2 separate regions of the Ovis aries genome follow, and region 1 is linked to region 2. A link is a contact called in public Hi-C data. All regions are on one chromosome and are shown on one strand. Each heading gives the region's core, a stretch centred on a gene start, on an enhancer-like site or on the middle of the called end of the contact. The rest is flanking DNA. Distances are from core to core; before and after follow the strand shown. Region 1 holds the start of ADAMTS19 (ADAM metallopeptidase with thrombospondin type 1 motif 19). Region 2 overlaps MINAR2 (membrane integral NOTCH2 associated receptor 2).

Region 1 (5,635 bases), core at 1,314-3,813, 300 kb after region 2:
TCTGCTGTCCATTCCTATTGGATTTTTCTCCAAATGAGCAGGTTGCTTTTAGAGAAGTCCTTGAGGATCTCATCAATGGCTCAATTGGAATATCAAAATGAAGACACAAATCACATGGGTGTTTATAATATTTTGCGGATTTTGCCTTAAAGAATTATTAACGTTAACAGTGATGACGGCCACACAAGGTGTATGTACTTAACACTGAAATGGACGTATAGCGATGGTACTTCTACATTGCATGTTACGTCTACCACAAAGTAAAGGCCAACTTAACAGGAGGTAACAACTATCCCACACCCTGGGTCAAAACAGAGGGGGTGGAAGTCGAATGATAATCCCTATTGTTCAGACAGAGCAAATGGCTTTTATTTTCTAGTTCCGGCTGGCCTCTGGGCCAGGCTCTCAGCTGAGCTACTTTCCTCCCTGGAGTGGAGAAAAGAAAAGAAACTATGGCCAAATAGTATGTAAACCTTAGAAATGTTAAATCTTAGAACCATAACCCTTCAAGCTCTGTTTGGATTCTCCTGTCATCCATTAGACAGCTGTTCGCGGCCTTCGACCTAACTCCTCCACTCGTCGCTCACAAGAACAGTGAACAGGTGTCCCGTGTGAGCGTGGATGTGTCTAAATTCCAGACAGATGTCAGAATATAACTCCCTAGGAAACTGTTCTGACAACTCTGAAGTAGGACATGAGAAAAAAAAAAAAAAAAAAAAAGCTTATGAGATAATAGATGAGAAACTGGGGGCGGGGGCAAGGAGGAGGAGATTGAGCAGTGAATGGACTTGTTATCTTCCAATCTCCTAAAAGACACCATGTGGTGGGCTTATTTTGAAAAGCAGAAACAAAACCAGTGGGAAGGGTTGCAAGGAGACAGTGTTACCTGGTAATTCCGAAAAAAATGTGTAAGCATCTAGCAGAAGGCTATTAATCCATTCAATTAGATTTCGGATTCACTGACTGCCCTGGAGGTGTTCCGTGGGCGCTAAACGGTAGTGGTGTAGGCTGGGCGAAGTTCAGGGCGCGCTCTGAATGGGATGAGGTGCAGGCAAATTTGCCTGGTCGACAAGGGCAGAGGGAGGAGTGGCAGGGGGAAGAGGAGAGCTGGGGAAGGAAAGGCGCTTACCAGGCCACCTCCGCAGGTGCTGAAAGAGGCCAGCGAGCCGGGTTGCCGCAGCACAGCCCCGGTGTAGAAGCAGGCGGCGTCAGGCGGCGCGGGAGGGCGCGGGGCGGCTGCCGCCCGCGTGGGGCCCGGGCCCGGACTCGGCCTCTGTTCCACAGCGAAGCGCGGCGCCAGGAAGCGGCCGTCTCTCCGGAGCAGCAGGTAGAGGTCCCAGGAGAAGGCCGGGATCCGCAGCAGAACCTCTTCGCCGTCCGGCTCGGCTGGCTGGGCTGGGGGCGGAGACGGGGGCGGCGGCTGCCACGAGGCCGGGGCGCCCGGGGACAGGGCGGCAGCCCCGCTAGATCCCCGCGGCAGCTCATGAGACTCGAGCTCCTCATCCTCTTCGCCCCCGGGCGGCGAGGGTCGGGGCCGCGGCTCAGATCCGCCTTCCACAGGCTCCTGGGGCGGTGCCGGGGCCACGGAGCGCACCTCGCGGGAGCTGCTGGCTGCCGGCGCCCGGACGCCTCCGCCGCCCGTGGCTCCGCGCGCCCAGCCTGGGTCCGCGCTGCCCCCGCTGCCGCCAGCCGAGTCCACCGGCTCCCGGCGCCAGAGTGCAGGAAACACGACTTCCCACTCCTCGCGGTCGGAGGCGAACTGCAGCCCTGCGGGCGGGGCAGACAGAAGTGCGGGGCTTAAAGAGTCGAGGTCTCAGGAGCACAAGCATCCCAGGGTTCACACTCTGCACAGACACAGGGATCACGGCTAACGCGCTGGAGACCACCCGTCTAGCCCTGAAACTTACAACCCGTGAAGTCTGGCGATCAGATTACAGACCCCAGCATTTTCAAAATAAAAGTACGATTATCGGGGCGGGGGGAGGGGGAAGCGGGGCTGCAAAGTTTGTTGACAGCACTTAGTTGAAGAAAAGAAAACCGGTGCAAAGACTCCAGCACAATTAAAAAATTTCCTTCAGTATCTGCCAGAGCAAGGCAGCGCTATCAATTTCTTTACTTCCCAGATTTCCTCCAGGTGCTGTAAACGTACCTTTGCACATATTATTAACTCTCAGGAGAGGAAAACTAAGCATTTCACGTTGTTGAAATGAGGCCACGAGAAGTGCGCTTAGCTCAGGAGCGTGACCCTCTGCCCAACACCCGCACGGCTTTTTTTTTTTTTTTTTTAATTGCTGCCCGCTGACTGAAGCGACTTAGCTGCAGCAGCAGCAGCAAGCCCTGCTCACCGCGCACAGTTGCGCCAGCCCCGGCGACCCGTGCGTTCCAGGTCTCTGGCTGGGGAAGCTGGAAAAGCAAGCCCAAAGTCACGGAAGAACTTACCTGCAACGACCCCATTCGACAGGACCCCCAGCTGGTAGAGGAGGCAGCAGCAGCAGATGTGAGTCAGGCGCATCTCGCGGCTCTTCCCCAGACCGCGCTCCCCGGCCGCGCGCGCGCCTCCTTTTGCGCGATCCACCGCCAGCGCCTCCGCCGCCGCCGCCGCCGCCGCCGCCTCCCGGAGCGCAAGGAGGCCGGGCGGCGAGTTTGCCCAGGCCCTTTGTCTGCCGGGGGGTGGGGTGGGGGCTGCTCTGTGACTCCGAGAGGCTGCCGGAGCACGGGTGGGGGTGGGGTGGGGGAGGAGCGGGGGCAGGCAGCGCCGCGGCCCCGCAGCGCCCCGGCTCCCCGGCGAATTAGGTGCGGATTCTGTTTTCTGTGTTCTGGATGTCGCAGGAGTTTCCGGAGCCCCTCAGAACAGCCCGGCCACGGCCAGCCGAGAGCCGGCAGGCGCAAGGCGGGCAGCGCTGCCTCGGGACGGGCGGAGGACGGCCCCGCGCGGGCAGGAGCGCCGCAGTGTCCGAGCCGAGGCTCGTCGCCGGCACCCGCGCGGAACTGCCAGGGGCTGGTGCCGCGGTCCTGGCAGCGGGCGTGTGCCAAGCTCCGCACCCTCCTCGGGACCGGCTCCGGGATCCCACCCGCCGCGGCGCGGCGGGGAATTTGGAAGGGGATGAGGGGAAGACACTACTCGTGAGGTGGGTGTGGAGAGGATTAAAAAAAAAAAGACTGAGGCAGATCCGACGAGAAAAAGGCACCAAGGGGCGGCCGCCAAGCGTGACTTTGCGGGACAAAGGTCCCAGAACACTGCACACGCGCTCACACGCGCGGTTGGCGTGGGCTGGGGACCCTGATTCCCTCACCTGACTCCTGATTGGCCATTCTGGGAGGCAGATTTGCATCCTTAGGGGGCGCCGCCTCCTCCCTGCTGAGGTGTGTGCAGGTAGAAGGGCCGTCCCCTCCCCACCTCCCACCCCTTTACAAAGGGTTCCTCTTTCAGTGGAGTTCTCCACCCACCCGCACAGCACACAAAGCCAAATTTAGTGCAGCCTGGAGCACAAAGCAGCGGCCCCATTTGTCAACGACCTTCGATTTTTCTCCCCATCTTTGTCTCTAGGAATCTTCTAAGGCTGGAGATAAAGTAATTCGTCATGGAGTGTGCTTCAAAGGTTCCCAGGACAGTAGACACCCTGACATTTCATAGCCCCTTGTCCCACCTTATCTTTCTGGCTTTCTATTCATGAGTGCTATCAGTTTCCCTCTCTCTCTCTTTCTCTCTCTCTCATACACACTTCAAATAACGGTGAGATGAAAGAAACCAGCATTAAATACTGTAGTCTAAAGATCTCAAGCCAAATGAATTTATTTTGCCCTTTTTACCTTTTTGGTGTTGTTGTTCCTTCAAAAAAAGATGTTTTTACTACTTCTGTCTTTGAAGAGCAGCTCAACCTTAAATATTCTTGCTACTTCTGTGGCAGCTCTTCGTAGTTCCTACTGCCCCCCCCCCCCCCCCCCCCCCCCACCCCCGCCCCTCGCACCTTTCTCTTGGTCACATCAAAACTTTCACCTCAGGCTCCAGGGTGATTGATCTAACCTGCCATTTGCAGCCTCCGAACTAGGCCAGGTACCTATAAATAAGAGTTAATGCAAATCAGTTTTTTAAAATTCCAGCACTGAGGTTGGTTCCCCACATCCTTTGTTGTTTTACCTTCTGTTCTTAGTGTCAAAGGTGACTACTCTGTCTTTAAGGGAGGCACATGATCTTATTTCAAAGGAAACCCATTGTTTGAATAAGCAGGGTCCTAGAATACTTTCTTTGAGTTGTCCAGAATTTCAAAACAAACACAAAGACACTCTAGGTATGTCTGTCTCCAAACCTTGTCTTGTAAAATCTCTATAGAGCTGGAGTAACTAGGGTGGGTGTGAGTTTCCAGACACTCAAGAAGTATCTACACCCTCGTTTTTATGGGACTCAATTATATGGAGTTAAAACTGGGCAAGAAATCAGAGGCAGTTTATTTTTAAGAAATAAAGCAAATTTTTAACACCAAAGGTTAATTTCAATGAAACACCTCCACAAGGATTTGAATCTTAAAGTGTTTCTCATGTAATTTTAACCAAAACGTCAACAAAAATGTAAACCTATAGAAGGAATGCCTATTGAATTGTGTGTATTTGTTGGAGTACATTTGTGATTTCTTAAAACTAGATGAGCTGTATGATTAAATATATTTAAAACACAGATTGCCTATGTAAGTTCTCATCTTTCCCTTTTCTTGTCTCCAGCTATATAACAGCCATTAACCATTCCAATCCCTTACAGTAAAGGTTAATCCTGTTACAGAAAAGTTTGCCTAACTCCCAGCTGGTTCTACTCTTTCTCCTATTTGAAATACTGTTATAATTTATTTGTCTATTTTCAAAGGCTTTTATAAATCATTTGAGTTGTAATGACTCGTGTAAATATTTCTTCTATAGACTATCAATTTTCTGGAAAGGTAGGAATTATTTCTTTTGTATATCTTTCTTTACATCACCCTGTCTAATACAGAGATTTATCTACCAAATGCGTGTGGAAATTCTCAGGAAACTCTCTAAGATGCTTTAGAAGATGATAGAGATTGATTTCTGTGTGGTATTTGATTCCAATTCCTTGATCCAGAATTACAAGGCTGTATCTGTTGGTGATCAGTTACTATCAGCATGATTTATCTATCTTACAGAGAGAATAAGTCTAAGAGAGAAATGACTTGTGTGAAGATTTTTTGATTAAGTAGAAGAAACTTAAGAGGTGCAAGTAAGAGCATCAGTTAAATTGGGTTTGAGTATGTTTGTACGTGAAAAAAGAAAAAGAAAGAACTAGCCTGATTTGGAATTAATTGGATTGTACGTGATGAAATAGAGGAGAAAAGGCAGAACTGTGACATGTGTGTGCATTACCAACCCTAGAGAAAGAAAAGAGCAGCTGGGAAAAATATGTTAGTAAAGATAGGTCACTACATATGTCACCAGATGGTAGCTAGCGTCAACCAAGCCCTGCTTTTATGGGGTGGAGGTAAGTGACAAAGCATCAGAGTAAGTGGAACCAACTGTTCTTATACCCCGGGTGCTCACATGTTGCATTTTATAACCCATGCTTCTCTATGTAGAAAGTTGACTTTGAGGCCTTCAGCTCTTCATCATTCTCTTCACTCACTGGCCCTAA
Region 2 (5,457 bases), core at 1,572-4,071:
AGGTTACTGTGAAGTGAAGTGAAGTCGCTCGGTCGTGTCTGACTCTTTGTGACCCCATGGACTATAGGCTACCAGGCTCCTCCGTCCATGGGATTTTCCAGGCAAGAGTACTGGAGTGGGGTGCCATTTAAGAGGCTACTGTAATTCTCCAAAAGAGCTTATGGCAAAACTGAATTGGCAATTAGACCTTTGACCAGTGAGACTGAGTAGTTAGTTGTATACGTAAATTTGGACTTGTGAGACTAGCTTGGGCAATGGAGTATCTGGAATTACCGGTGATGGGATCTAAATCATGGGGTTGAGTGAGGTCACCATTGAAATGAGGGTCGATGAGATGTGAGGACAGAGGGCTGGGATGCTCTCTCTACATGTAGATGATGAGAAATTGAAGACGATCCAGCAAAGGTAAATAAAAAGGACTCATTCAAGCATCACGAGAGAGTAAATAAACTGGAGGCCGAATTTTGGAAATGTTTTTAGGAGGATCCGCCAGGCAAATGCTCTCAACAAACTGAGTAGTTGAGAATTGCCACTGACCTTTGGGCTCGGCAACGTCTTGGCAAGACAATTTTAGTAGATTCATGGAAATAAAAGTATGAGCAGAATGGGTTCAAGAGAGAATAACAGGAGAGAAAGTTGAAAACATGACTTTGAGAATTCTTTCAAATGTATCGTAATTCATTTGAAATTATTTTCAAATTTATTGTAGAGAAAACTGAGGCACTAACTGGAGAGAAATATAGGGTGATGATGTTACTTTTTGCTGCTGTTGTTTTTAACTGGTTTTAAAAGATGTGGGATATTTTAACATTTTTATCTGTTTGGGGGAATCATCGAATAGAAAGAGAGGCTTTGCCAGTGGAAGAAAGACAGCAGTCAGGGTTTGTAGGAGGTAAATTTTTGGTGCATGGTTTGGTAAGTTTTAGCACATTTATAGAGCGGTGTGCCTGTTACCAGAATTACTATTCCACTAGAAAAGCACCTTAAGGCTGCCCCTTTTTAGTCATGCATTCAAACCACCCCAACTCTTGGTACAGCTGATCTTTGCTCCATGGCTATGCTTTTGCCTTTTTTCAAATACATTTTACTCAGTGTTTCCCACAAGGTTTCTAGCACTCCAGGGGAATTCCAGCAACCTCTTATTTCCTGTCTGGGGTGAAGTTGGTAATATTAACCACTTCCTTGTGGACAGGTCCTGAGAGGAACTGTGTTGAAATGAAGGAACTTAATCTGATGATTCACCCTCTGTGGGCACAAGCATACGTGGCAAGATGAAGTGGGAAGGAAGACTCAAATATTCATACTCACTTCTATCTCTTTCCCTAGTTTATCTCTTGCCATCTCCTGTTGCGATAGATATCTCAAACTGCATTGACAGTCTGAAGACTTCCACAGAGATCAAGGGGCCCTGGTCTAAGTTATATCATTCAAAGATGCTGCTCCTATCACAAAACAGGACAGACTCAAAATGGGTATAAGAGATCAAACTGACTGTCTTCCTGCCTTGGAATAATACTAAAAATTCAAGCTCTATGAGGACTAAGCTTGGAGGCTGAGCTGGTGACCGTCTTCAGAGGTCTTCTGGCCAAAGGAAAGTCATAGATGGAGGAGAAGCACGTGACAGGGAGGAATGTGGACCTTCAGGAGGGAGCTGATGGCTAGAAACTCCAGTCTACTGTGTGGGTAACCGTGGTATTACCTGCAGGAGCCAGCACCCTATAGCACCGGTGCTATAGGACAACAAGGGGGGAAGGTAGCTCTCCCTCCCGCCATGGGTGTGTGCTCAATTATCTGAACAGGCTTGTCCTTCCCTTTCCATAAGTACATTTAGATTTAAATGAGATAATTTAGGGAATAAAATGAAGAATTAAAAATTGGACTTGGTTGAATTAGTGATCTTGATAAATGATTTTAAACTGAATTTACTCCAATACTATTTTTCTGGAGGCAGGTTGGGCATTAGTTTTCTTCTCACTCAAATTGGTATCTGTAGAATTGAAACCTCTTACGCATGTCTAGGGTCAGACAGATTGACTCTGAAGCGCAGAAACCAGCTTTTGAGCCAGTTATGGCTGGACTGCCAACCTCTGACTCACACCAAAATCTTCTTGATGATTGAGACCTGGGTACCTCCTTATCCCTGATGGCTGAGGCTTCCTTCAGTTGAAAACTGTGTTACTAAGATTTCATTTAAAATGCAGTACCAATTTCAGCTCAATGCTTTAATCATAAAGTATCTATTGAATCATGATCAGTTTTAAAATATCTTAAGGGTTCAACGATTTATGAATCTTGTTTTCCTGAGGAGAGGGTAGAGCGGAGGGAAGGTGCCAGGGCAAAGAGATGGCTTATAGCTCTATGTCCGCCTCTTTGTACCAGAGAGAGATGCTACCAAGTGGAGCAGAGCTTCCTGGGAGCCTGGAGTGAGTGCTCGGCAACTCCCAGTGCCCCCCAGGAGTCTCATGGGCCCCCACACCTCTGAGCCCTAGCTTTGAAAAGCCTTTACCCAGGACCCTGCACTCTTCAAGTTCTTTTCCCAAGCTTAAGAAGGAAAAGAATCACCCGGGGAGCCTGTTAAACATGAAGTTTCCGGGTTAGCTGTCCTGGGTTTCTGCATTTTTTAACAAGTATGAACCTCAGTTTGAGTAAAGACACCACAGAGGACTTGGTTAATGAGTTCCGGCTGCGCAGCTGGAACCGCACGCGGTCTGAAGCCTTCGCAGTAAGGAACCCCAATTACTGTCACTTCCCTGCGCTGATGCACACTCAACGGGCTCGGCAGGCCCCGGCTCTCCACTCCAGGGCTGAATCAGCAGTTAAGCACTTCTTTGGAAATTCTCCACTCGTGTGGATTTCTGTTTCAACACCAAAGAACCAGCGTCCTCAACTTGCGCTGGCAGGAGATTCACATCCTGGTGCTCACCTGCCATCTGGTGGTGAGAAATGAACACCAAGATACAGGGAAATTTTTCTCCATTCTGCTTTTTCTCCATGGTTAACAACTTGGAGTGTTTGGTTACTGTAAAATGTAAAAGATGCATTAAAAAAAAAAACAAACACGTATAAAGATGGGGAAAGTGCATGAGCAAATGCTATTGCCAGACTGTGCCTTGGTGCCTTACCTGGCAAGCGCCTTACCTGAAGACTGGGTGTTTGAGGGATTCATCTCAGGGCAGGAGGTCATTTCCTCCTCAGAGTAGCTCTGATGTCAGCTTCTCTGGTACCAGGCTCCTGAACCAACTCTACTGATTTGGGGCATCCTGGGGCTGGCACTGAATTTAGGGACGAGCCAAGGCAAGGTTCGATGTATCAGGTCCTGTACTCCAGAAAGTTGTGATAGGAAAAAGGCATTCTATCAACATTATATACTGATGAAGAGCCATTAATCCACAGAATTCTTAACAGTGGGATCCAGGGTTTACTTTTTATCTTACAAAGAAGCCTTGTGAATCTAAGCTGACAAAACAATGCACCGTTATGGCATTCAGGTTTACCGGCCTTCTGGGCACAACTGTGTTTGCACTTACTTAAACTGCATTCTCTAGATTGACTTTTGAGACTGGGGCTGGAAAAGGACGTGACTGTATGTGGATGTGGGTGGAGGAGAGTTCAGCTTCTCCTGTTTTTGTCAACAGTGGGTGTATACCAAACTCCCATTACAGTCATGAGAAAATAAAATCTAGAGTGGAAAGACCAACCAAAGGAGGTTGAGAAGATCTGAGCTCTCACTCCATTTTTCTTTCTGACAAGTCTTTTGATGACCTTAAGTCTCCATTTCTTCTCTTGTAAAATGCAGGTTTTATACTTATCTTACAAGATTATCATTGAGATGAATGAGATTCTGGAAGTAGAAGGGTTTTGAAATTATGAAATGTAGAATGTATGATTGTATCCATTGATTTATATCAGTTCCATTGATGGCCAGGAGGAAAGTTTCAGGTGTGTGGGTAAAATGAGACACTGATGTCCATGGGTATCTACTGGGAATCTTTCTGAATAACTAAAAAAAAAAAAAAAAAGGCTCCGAAAGTTGTCATCTATGTGTTGATGATGATACAATTTTTAAAAAATTTGCTGTGTTTAGAGTTCATGAAAGACATTTGTGACTATTACATTAAAAAATGGCAAAACAATGGCAGTAGTAACAGTAAAATTACTTTTAGCTATAAAGGGTTGATTCGAAATGTTTTGGCTTTTAAATAATATAGTTTTAGAAAGAGGCATAGTTATAACTGCTCTTTTGTTCATACTTGCTGATAAAGTTTTGAATCTAGCCTAGCCATTGTTTTTATTAGTCAGGTAATTATATAGTGTTTTACCAAACTCAAAGCTAATTCAAATGTGAGAGATTTTAACACTTATTTCTTAATTGTGAAAAATGAGCAGGTTTAATGAGCAGAAGGATTCTTACTCTCCTCTTTGTCAGGAATTTGAAAACAGTGGTATAGAATAAGTAAAACTGAGTCATGAATCTGATTTCTTTTGGCTCAGAAAACTTAGTTAGGGAGCATTTTATATGAAAAAAAAAAAGCATTTCTTTCTTTATATTTTTAATTTCAAAATCTTTTGAAGGAGAGTCTTTTGTATTTGGTTCTGATATACCTATGGATGCACATAGGATGAACACACACACACACACAGTCCTCCTTGTATTCTCTCTCTGTATTCTTAGCATCTTTCAATAGGTTTAAGGCATTTAAAAAGCAGAACACTGTGGAGGTACCTTAGATTTGAGGCAGTGAGGAACCCGAAGCACAGGATGGACGATGAAATGGAGCCACCGAAGGGACGGGAAAGGCGCACGAGGAAGTCCTCATAGTTTTTAAGGAGAGAGGCCCAGCTCGGTCCTGAATTTTTCCAGCAGCCTGCGCAGAGGGAAATTTGATCAGGTGCATGAGTCACCGTGTCCATAAAGTGAGAGCAGAACCACTGCTCTGGCAGAGAGCTGTGTTCAGCCTCTGAAGCTGCTCACTTCGGTGGAATATTCTCACCTCAAGCTGGGCAGGAGCCTGGACTAAGTGATTATTTGGAAGAAACCAAACAAGTTATCTTTCCTCTGAAAAAGCACAGTCTGTGTGCCTTTGTCAGCGTGTAAGTAGAAATCCAGAGGGGTTGAGATTTAATCGCCCTATCTAATAATAGTTTTAAAAATGATTTCTCATGGATGATAAAATTACTTTTTTCAATTACATGAGGGGAGAATGAAAAATTGGTAAGAAACAATAGACATAGGAAAAAGAGGAATTAAAAATAAAGACACACTCAATACAGAGAGCTAAAAAAGCAGGCATTCAGGCCATACTGTCTCTGAAATAAGCAGCAAATTATCTAATATTCCTGGCACATTAAGCAATTGGAGGAGGTTTAGGAAAGGGGTGATCTCTGAAAACACTTCTACCTTTAGTTTTAGAGTAATCATGTACAGTAAGTAGATCCAGGACTTCAAGCTGAAGGTTG

What was found. A called contact is a pair of places that touch in the nucleus more often than the background predicts.
Region 1: a contact with region 2 is called in a Hi-C map of tail adipose tissue, with 4 times the contacts expected there. The contact joins the promoter of ADAMTS19 here to the enhancer-like site in region 2. A contact is called at or near these places in 3 of 16 Hi-C or Micro-C datasets (skin fibroblasts and tail adipose tissue).

What each region holds. Positions count from the first base shown.
Region 1 is chr5:22,450,908-22,456,542 of ARS-UI_Ramb_v3.0, forward strand. It overlaps ADAMTS19 (ADAM metallopeptidase with thrombospondin type 1 motif 19), which reads right to left and starts at 2,564. Exons shown (of 22, transcript XM_042250270.2): 1 at 2,440-2,564; 2 at 1,130-1,767. The coding sequence starts at 2,512.
Region 2 is chr5:22,154,175-22,159,631 of ARS-UI_Ramb_v3.0, forward strand. MINAR2 (membrane integral NOTCH2 associated receptor 2) reads right to left here. Exons shown (of 10, transcript XM_060415643.1): 4 at 4,724-5,457; 5 at 3,139-3,316; 6 at 2,924-3,019; 7 at 1,309-1,442. Among named protein-coding and RNA genes, the nearest start is that of MINAR2, 21 kb to the right of the region's middle. Within about 2 kb of position 2,822, at least 5 of the 54 cell types and tissues checked have an H3K27ac peak or open chromatin away from gene starts, as enhancers often do.